Regions from separate parts of the Sus scrofa genome. Here all the other regions are linked to region 1. A link is a contact called in public Hi-C data. All regions are on one chromosome and are shown on one strand. The core of a region is the stretch at or near the end of the contact, and the rest is flanking DNA. Distances in the headings are between cores, read along the strand shown.

Region 1 (2,952 bases), core at 280-2,779:
CTGCCCAAGCGCCCCTGCTGATCAGTGCACTCTGATTGTTGCTTCCTGCTCATGTTTATGTCTGCATCCCTCCCCCTCCCCCTCTTTACTGCAAGTGCCACCAGGGCTGGCTGGGACTTCACACTGGTGAATCCACAGGGCTGCTAGCAAGCAGACACTCAATGAATATTTGGTGAATGAATAGATGATACACTGAGGGAGGAACTGCGGGGACTTCTGTTTGAGCTTCAGTGTAGACTCCAAATACCTGTGCTCTTCTGTGGTGCTTCCTCTGTGGGTTTCTGGCATCCCCAGGTGCTGTCATCCTTGGATGGGTTTACTCCACTCCATTCAAGCCACCATCTCAAGCCTTTGTCCTCCTCCCAGTACCTCCTTTCCCCCATCAGGCACCAGCTGGAAACACTTTTTTTTTTTTTTTTTTTAGGTACGCACCTGTGGCATATGGAAGTTCCCAGGCAAGGGGCTGAATCAGAGTTGCAGCTGCCAGCCTGCACCACAGCCACAGCAACATCAGATCCGTGTAGCGTCTATGACCTATGCTTCAGCTTGCAGCAATGCCGGATACTTAACCCATCAGGCAAGGCCAGGGATCAAAACTACATCCTTTTGGACACTATGTTGGGTTCTTAACATGCTGAGCTCCCAGATTTGTTTTAAAGTCAAAGAGAAAGGAAATTATCAGGATGGGGACCATTCACAAGAACTTTTTATTAGTCCCAGCTTCCAACTTCCTTTGAATCCCAGCTTCTTTCTTTCAGGTGGCTCAGTCCCAAGGGTGTATATGACAAGGGTGTCAGCACATGGAATTTCTGTCCCGATTCTGCTTCAGACTTTGGGGGAAACAGCCCAAACCCTCTGTTTCAGGGTTAGCAACAGAGATATGACAGGAAAACAGCTACCAGAGAGCTTAGAAAGACAAAAGTGCTAAATAGAGATATGTGGGTATTATTATTTTTTCATTTTTTTAATGGGGGTGTTATTTTTAATCTTTGCAGCAGGCAGGCTGTGGCCTCCAAGAAAAATCTGAGGATAAGGAGACCTAAAACAAGTAATTGATTCTCTCTCAAAATCTGGATTTCACTCCCAGCTGCCCTTGCAGGCTGACCATACATTAAGCTCCCTGCTCTTGTCAAATCAATCATGTGATGAGGAGGCAATGCTACCCAGCCTCACAGTAGACAGGAGGCTGCTCTCCTTTGGAGTAAGACATGCTTTTAAATATGGTGAGACGGGAGTTTTCTGGTGGTGGTGCAGTGGATCAAGGATCTGGCATTGCCTTTGCAGTGGCTCAGGTTGCTGCTGTGGTGTGGGTTTGATTCCTGGCCTGGGAACCTCCACCCTCCACATGCCATGGGGGCAGCAAAAAAAAAAAAAAAAAAAAACCCCAAAAACAAAACCCAAATGCTGAAATGCCATGAGCAGCAGTGAGATCAGACTGTGTTTTCTCTTCTTTCTCTTTAGGACAGACCACCATAATATGCCAAGCCCTGTCCACCCTTTGGGCGTTTTCTATGTGATCCCATGAGTGGCCAGTAGGTGGCACAAGACACACACCATGGCTGCCGGCTTTGCCCCACTCAGCCTTTCTCAGAAGGGAAAGATCTATTTCTAATCCAGCCCAGGCTTTATGGCAATGCTTAATCACATGGAAGGGAACATGCAATAACTACTGGTATTTCTGTAAACATGCATGCTTAGAGCAGCTGCCAGTTGGGGCTGAGGACAGAGGGAACATGCAGTGAGAGGTCTCCTGAGGACAGTCTATAAAAGGAAAACCCTGTGGGTTTTTAATTTAAGAGCCTCTCAGCTAACCTTTGTGACTCATCGAAAGAAACATTTAGAACCCGGAAGGACAGTGATCATACATTTTTTGGATTGTAACCTGGTTCTCCTTCCATCCTACCCCCTCCCCCTTCCCCCAAATGGTAGATTTCAGAAGGTCCCGGCTACAGGGCCGAGCCAGCACCTTCTGAACCAATGGTGGCTTATTTTCCTATTCTTTTGTCCTGGCAAGTTGCCTGTTTCTTGGGTTTGTTCTTTCCCTGGAGGAAAGTTGATCTGATCTCACTCTGCCATTAATAAAATTGGCACCAGATGGATGTGGAGCTGAAGAGCAGACACATCACAGCAAAACAAAGTGTGATCTAGTCAGAGATGGGGCAGTAAGGATTGGGTGCTTTTAACATCTGTGGCAAGTTAAAAAATTGTGGCAAAATATACAACATAAAATTTACATCTTAGCCATTTTAGGTGTATATTCAGTGGTATTTAATACATTCATATGGTGTGGCCATCACCACCATCCATCTCCATAAGTTTTCCTCTTGTAAGATGGAAACACTATGTCCATTAAACACTAACTTCCGTTTCTGTGAGCTGTGGTGTAGGTCGCAGACGTGGCTTGGATCCTGTGTTGCTATGGCTGTGGTATAGGTTGGCAGCTACAGCTCCGATTCGACCCCTAGCCTGGGAATCTTCATATGTCATGGGTGCAGCCCTAAAAAGACAAAACCAAACCCAAAAAACCCGCTAACTCCTCATTGCCCTTTCCCTGCAAATCATCACACCACTTTCTATCCCTATGAATTTGATTACTCTAAATACCTCATATAAGTGGAATCACATAGTAGTTTTCCTTTGTGTATCTGGCTTGTTTCACTGAGCATAACATCCTCAAGGTTCACCCATGTTGTAGCAGGTGTCAGAATTTCCTTCCCTTTAAGGGTAAATGATATTCCATTGTATGTATAGCCAACATTTTGTTTATCCATTCCTCTGTTGTTGGATACTTGGATTGCTTCCACCTTTTGGTATTGTGAGTAATGCTGCTATGAACAAGGGTGGACAAATATGTCTTTGAGACCCCCTTTCAGTTCTTTTGGGTATGTACTCACAAGTGGGATGGCTGAATTATGCAACAGTTCTATTTTTATTTTTTATTTTTTTGCCACG
Region 2 (2,952 bases), core at 288-2,787, 240 kb after region 1:
TCACATTTCAGCTTTGATTTATTCCTTCTCTATCTGCAAATACATTCCTCGTTACCCCCAAACAATAGGACACCTCTTTTTCTTAATTCCTTCTCGTTTTCTTTATACCAGTTACCACAAGGTATCAAAAAATACCTAAGCAAGGCCAGGTATGCCAAGAGAAAAAGACATGGAGATCCTATATAAAATTCCCAATTACTGGGTCATAGAAAAACAACTTCAGCAATTTCCCGAGTTGATGATTCCACATTTTTAGGAGTCCTTCTTAAGTAGAGAAGACAATGCTACTAGAACTGTCCAAGATATAGGAGGCTGAGTGGAGATGAGGATGAAAGATGAGAAAGGGAACAATTGTTCCATGGAACTGGGCTTAGGCCCTTGCTGAACACATGTCCATGAAGACAGACTATGCCCAGGCTATTTTGAGGAGAAAATATGGGTGCCAAGGCCAGTGCTTTAAGTTCTGTTGGCCACGTGTTGTCCATTCCCTCAACCTCACTGGCCCTGAGTCTTATGCTCAAGGTGGGTGGGGTAGGAGCTTAAAAGCAGCAGGGTGGCCAGATAAGGAACAAAGACAGAGTTCACAGAAGTTGCTGATAATTCAGTGATGACTTCATGTTTTAGCTGGAATGACCCTCTCCGAGTCTCTCTTCCTCTGAGGAGAAACAGAGGTGTCTCAGCCTTTTCCCACCACGAAGCCTGGACACCACCATGGACCCCCTTCACCTTGATCACAGGCCCTCAGTCTTCCCTTCCACAGCCCAGCTTGACACCAGAGGTTATGGGTGACATTTGTATTTTCATGGTATTCATGGGTATGTCTGGCACAATGTGAAATCTTACTGGTGATGTGTAAATTCTTCCGGTGTAGACAGGTATACTGTCACCCCGATGAATAGAAAACAAGTCCCCTTAAGACATTTTTTTAAATATAAATTTTTTTAAAAAGTATAGTAGATTTACCATGTTGTGTCAGTTTCTGCTGTACAGCAAAGTGACCCAGTCATTCATATATATATATATATATATATATATATATGTATATATATATATATATATGTGTACATTCCTTTTATCATATCCTCTTCCATCATGTTCTATCCCAAGAGATTGGATATAGTTTCCTGTGCTGTACAGTAGGACACTTAAAAAATATTTAATAACCTAGACATTTTATGAGATGATCCATTCCATTGACTTCATCTTAACCTCTGTCACCAGAGACATTTGATGGCCTATAGTGGCTTCCAATGAAAAACCTCAACATGAAATAGCCTTGGAAAAGATATTTTGTGTGTGTGTGTGTGTATGTGTGTGTGTGTGTATTGTAAGATGTTAGAGTGAGGGCTTTTGTTTCTTTTCCCCCATTTATACAGACTTTTGTTCGGCTCTGAGATAAAATACTAATAAACAGGAAGTTGAAAAAAAATGTGGTGCAATTGTTCTGAATGTTGTTTTTCTGGTAAGGCTTTAGGGCCATACCACACCATCCTATTCAAAGCAGTCCCTGTAGGTGGTGGTGTTAAAAAAGAAATGAAGCAGCTGGGCTGCCTACCTCCCCCACCTCCAGGGAGGCCTCGTTCTTCAGGACCCGTGGGGCCTGCTCAGACATTCCAGCAGTTTCCCCCTTATTTGCCCTGAACCAAGTTGTAGAAATTTAAGGATGTGAAAGTAAGGCCATTCCTATGGAAAAAATAGTTTTCCTCTTTACTTCTCATCCTGCGTGCACGAGGCAATTTCATTTCCTCTGAATATTCGTTCTGTGTATGTGTGTGTGTGTAAAAGAATGAGAAGCAAACAGTTTCATAGGAATGTGCAACGTTTGTTTAAGACAGTTTATTCACTCCAGCCCTGGCCTGTGGCCCTTGGAACAGGTTGTTAAGAAAATCTGAATCTTGTTCTCCTTTTCTTTCTTTTTTTTTTTTTTTTTTTTTTTGTCTTTTTGTCTTTTCTAGGGCCGCACACATGGCATATGGAGGTTCCCAGGCTAGGGGTCTAATCTGAGCTGCAGCCACCAGCCAACGCCAGAGCCACAGCAACACCAGATCCGAGCCGCATCTGCAACGTACACCACAGCTCACGGCAATGCCGGATCCTTAATCCACTGAGCAAGGCCAGGGATGGAACCCAGAACCTCATGGTTCCTAGTCAGATTCATTAACCACTTCGCCACGACGGGAACTCCTTGTTCTCCTTTTCTAAGAGAACTGTGATGCCGTAATAGTCACAGCAGTAGTTAGGCTGCTGATCTGTGATGAGACGCTGGGCAAGAATGGATACTCCTGAAAGGAGCCCTTACCTCCCCAGGGGCCCCTGCCTCCAGCAAGTCCTGGCAAGTGTGAATGGTGGTCTGGGAGCTCTGTCCTCTGGGGCAACCAGAAGGTAGATGAGGAAGAGCTTGGAAGCACGGATTCCTGGGGAACAGCTGTCAATCCCAGTGTAATGCTTTCTTGGTTCTACCCCCGCATTTGTAGGGTTTCCATGCCTTCCATGTGGGTGGGCATGTAGAACTAGGCCTGGCGTTTTCGACCCTCTACCCTTTGCTTTTTGTCCCCACAATGCTGTCACTTCATTGGGTGTTCCAGAGCTGGAGGTGCCAGACAGGACACAGGGTACAGAATGGCAGAAAGAGAGAGCTAGGGAATGAAACCTGCTATGCAGGGGGCGGGCCAGGCTCTGTCCTGAGTGTGCCCAGGGTCCCCGATGGGGGGAGTGGGGACAGAGAGGGCCACCCCTCTCCAGAGACACACAGAGTGCCCTTCCACCATCACCTGGGGCTTTCCATACCCAGCCACCTGCGCCTCATCCAAGCCCCCAGTCCCTGCTCTGGTCAAGCCTGGGCTGATGGCTGCCGCCTACACCACCCCAGACAGCTGTCTGTCCTGGGCCTGTCCCTCTGTCTTGTTTGTTTTTGCTCTCAGTACTGAGTGAAACTCGTGTTCAAAACTAGAA
Region 3 (2,952 bases), core at 174-2,673, 140 kb after region 1:
AAGGCATGGATCTCCCCACCTTGCAGGTGATGGGAACTTTTGTCTGCATCTCCACCATCCCCAAGAGTCTCCTTCACGCTGAGGCGGCATCCACACGTTTCCACTGTCGCATGAGAAGCCGCACATGTGGTTTACTGGGTGTAATCTTAGAATGCAGCCGTGTGGAAGGCTCTGCCTCTGTGTACTGGAGAGCCACTTACCTGTGCAAGATGAATTTTTATGTTCTCCGTCTCATTTATGGTCCTGGCTTTAGAAATGAGGCAACGGAGCCTCAGATGTGATAAGTGACTTGTCCAATATGGTCCTATTGCTACTCTAGTTTCTGGTAACGTATTTGACACACGCTCTGTCCTCAATGAAGAGCATTTGGGGTGATGTGATTTTCGCAACTCTATTCCAGGGCGCATGTCACTATCCTATGACAGGCACCACCTGAGATGCTGGTCGCTGGCTGGTGTTCCTCCCAAGGCCCTCAACTTGGGGCAGTCAGGAAGGCAGGGGTCATTCAGGCCAGTCCCCTGCCCTTGAATCCCACTCCCAGGGTGAGAAAGCCTCATTCCCCTGACAGTCACCACTGGACAAGCACGTGATAATAACCAGAACACTGAGAGCATACTCTATACCAGTTACTGTGCTACGAGTTTAATCCTCACTCAAACCTCTCCAGGGTTCATATCATTACTGTTACTTTAGAGAGATGGAAACAGAGGCTCAGAGAGGTGACAGAACAAGATCAAGGCCAGACAAAGGAAAGAAAAGGCTTGAACTGGGTGGAGATACAGTCTGTAAGGACCCCAAGGCTTTTGCCCCTGGATTTGGTTTCCAAACACACTTTTATTTTGCAACCTTCAGACATGGAAGTCCTCGCTTGACAGGAGACCACGTACCTTTACCTTGTGGGAAATGCAGTGACAATGAATTGCCGTTGGCGGGGAGGGGGGCTCGTGTCCCTCCCCCTGAGCCAGGCCTGCTCTCAGGCTGGGCCGCCCACTTTTGACTGAGTCTTGAAATTCTGTGTCTGCGGTAAGGCAGGCGAGGGAGTTTGTTTTTTCCTTCGGCTTCCATCATTTTATTTAGGAAAGCATTGTGTCTGGAGAGGGAACTGTAAACACTGGGAGGGTGAGAGGGCCTCAGAGTGAGCTCGTGTGTGTGCTCCAGACTTCCGCCCGCCGACCCCAGCTTCCTGACCCCAGCAGACTGGCAGCCCCCGGGCTCTCGGGATGGAGCTTGGCTGGAGGCCAGCGTCTGAGCTGAATGGCTTGGGCCGGACAGTGCTTCTCCCCAGCCAAAGTGGCAACGAGCCCACTCCCGAGAAGGCGCCTTGGCTTGGAAAAACACACCATGTGTTAGAGGCTGGCGTCCACAGCAGGGCTCTGAGGCCCGAGCCATGGCCAGGCACCTTCGGGAGGCCTGGCTTTGGGGCTGGGCTGCTGCGCATTCTCAGGAGCTCCAGTCCCAGCATAGGAAATGTCCTATCGCCCAAGAGGAAACCCGATGTCTAAGAACTGATATAACTGGGAGACTGATAAGAATTAGAGGGCCAAGTGCCTGGAGCAGCCATGAGTTTACTTTTCTTTCCAAATACCTTCTTCCTTTCTCTGGTTAGGAATCTATTATGCGCTCATCCAAGAGAACTTCGAAAAGTAAGTAAAAATCTCTCATTATCATTTTAGCCAGAGATGTTTCTTCTCTGTTTTTTGTTTTTTTGTTTTTTTTTTTTTTGTCTTTTTAGGGCTGAACCCATGGCTTATGGAAGTTCCCAGGCTAGGGGTCCAATCGGAGCTGCAGCTGCTGACCTACACCACAGCCACAGCAACTTGGGATCCAAGCCACGTCTGTGACCTACACCACAGCTCACGGCAACGCCAGATCCTTAACCCACTGAGCGAGGCCGGGAATCGAACCTGAAAACTCATGGCTTCTGGTCAGATTCATTAGCCACTGTGCCACGACGGGAACTCCGAGATTTTTCTTTTCTTTCTCTTTTTTATTCTTTTTATAGTTTCACCTGCAACATAGGGAAGTTCCCAGGCTAGGGCCTACGCTGCAGCCACAGCAACACCAGATCTGAGCCACATCTGCGACCTACTCTGCAGCTTACAGCAATGCCAGATCCTTAATCCACTTATCGAGGCCAGGGATTGAACACACATCCTCATAGACATTGTGTTGGGTTCTTAACCCACTGAGCCACAGTGGGAACTCTTTGACTTCTATTTTTTAAAAAGGTATCCTACCCATCATTTTATTTTGTAAGCTGGACATCAGATGCACAAAGCCAAATTAGTTGTGACCTCTGATTCGTGACACTCTGCCATCATAAAATGCTTTCTTTTGTTCAGTTGTTTTGTATAGTGAGCCTTTCTACCCAATATAAACACCAGGTCTTTGGCAATGACCTATAAAACTTTTGGGCTCAATCATTTTCCTGCACATACTCATTTATCTACACTTTTTTCCCCCCTTTCTCATGCACATGCTCTCCACACTCCTTCATGTGCCTCTCAGGGGGTTGCCCGGGTGGAAATTCATCACTCAGGTTGCTTTCCTCTGCAGTGCCCTTTGGGTCTCAAAGTGGACTGCCCTTCCATCTCTTTCTGCACAAGGCGGTCGGGGATGGGAGACTCTGCTGAGGCACTCATTTATCTCTGGGGCTTCAGAAAACTACCACCAAGCACAGGCAGGTGTCTGATCAGCTCGATCTTGAGGGTCTTCCATGAAGGAGAGTCTCCGGTGTCTTCCGTGGCCTCATGAACTGCTGTGGTCTGGTGTGGATCTTTCCTTCTAAACCACCATCACCTGAGTTATGAAATTCACATGTTTTAAAAAAATTATTTGATAGAGATTTTAAAAGCTGTTATTCACTATTGTGGGCTTGAAAACTCTTCTCAGCCTTCCTCAGAATTCACTTTTTTCCCCCGTCTTGCCTTTGGTCATTGGTTTCATCCTTTG

The links. A called contact is a pair of places that touch in the nucleus more often than the background predicts.
Region 2: a contact with region 1 is called in a Hi-C map of retroperitoneal adipose tissue, with 2.4 times the contacts expected there. The contact joins two enhancer-like sites. A contact is called at or near these places in 6 of 47 Hi-C or Micro-C datasets (embryonic fibroblasts, heart right ventricle, mesenchymal stem cells and 3 more) and 1 of 2 datasets of contacts at active chromatin or transcription factors (skeletal muscle).
Region 3: a Hi-C map of skeletal muscle shows a contact between it and region 1, with 4 times the contacts expected there. The contact joins two enhancer-like sites. A contact is called at or near these places in 3 of 47 Hi-C or Micro-C datasets (embryonic fibroblasts, retroperitoneal adipose tissue and skeletal muscle).

The regions. Positions count from the first base shown.
Region 1 is chr3:44,627,257-44,630,208 of Sscrofa11.1, forward strand. No RefSeq gene overlaps it. Among named protein-coding and RNA genes, the nearest start is that of ANAPC1, 140 kb to the left of the region's middle. Within about 2 kb of position 1,530, at least 30 of the 83 cell types and tissues checked have an H3K27ac peak or open chromatin away from gene starts, as enhancers often do. A contact at or near this core is called in retroperitoneal adipose tissue and skeletal muscle, where this site is marked.
Region 2 is chr3:44,866,349-44,869,300 of Sscrofa11.1, forward strand. The region is part of intron 1 of LOC106509733 (a long non-coding RNA gene); the gene reads left to right. All of the region lies in intron 1 of LOC110259966 (a long non-coding RNA gene), which reads left to right. Among named protein-coding and RNA genes, the nearest start is that of BCL2L11, 330 kb to the right of the region's middle. Within about 2 kb of position 1,538, at least 14 of the 83 cell types and tissues checked have an H3K27ac peak or open chromatin away from gene starts, as enhancers often do. A contact at or near this core is called in retroperitoneal adipose tissue and skeletal muscle, where this site is marked.
Region 3 is chr3:44,768,523-44,771,474 of Sscrofa11.1, forward strand. No RefSeq gene overlaps it. Among named protein-coding and RNA genes, the nearest start is that of ANAPC1, 290 kb to the left of the region's middle. Within about 2 kb of position 1,424, at least 29 of the 83 cell types and tissues checked have an H3K27ac peak or open chromatin away from gene starts, as enhancers often do. A contact at or near this core is called in retroperitoneal adipose tissue and skeletal muscle, where this site is marked.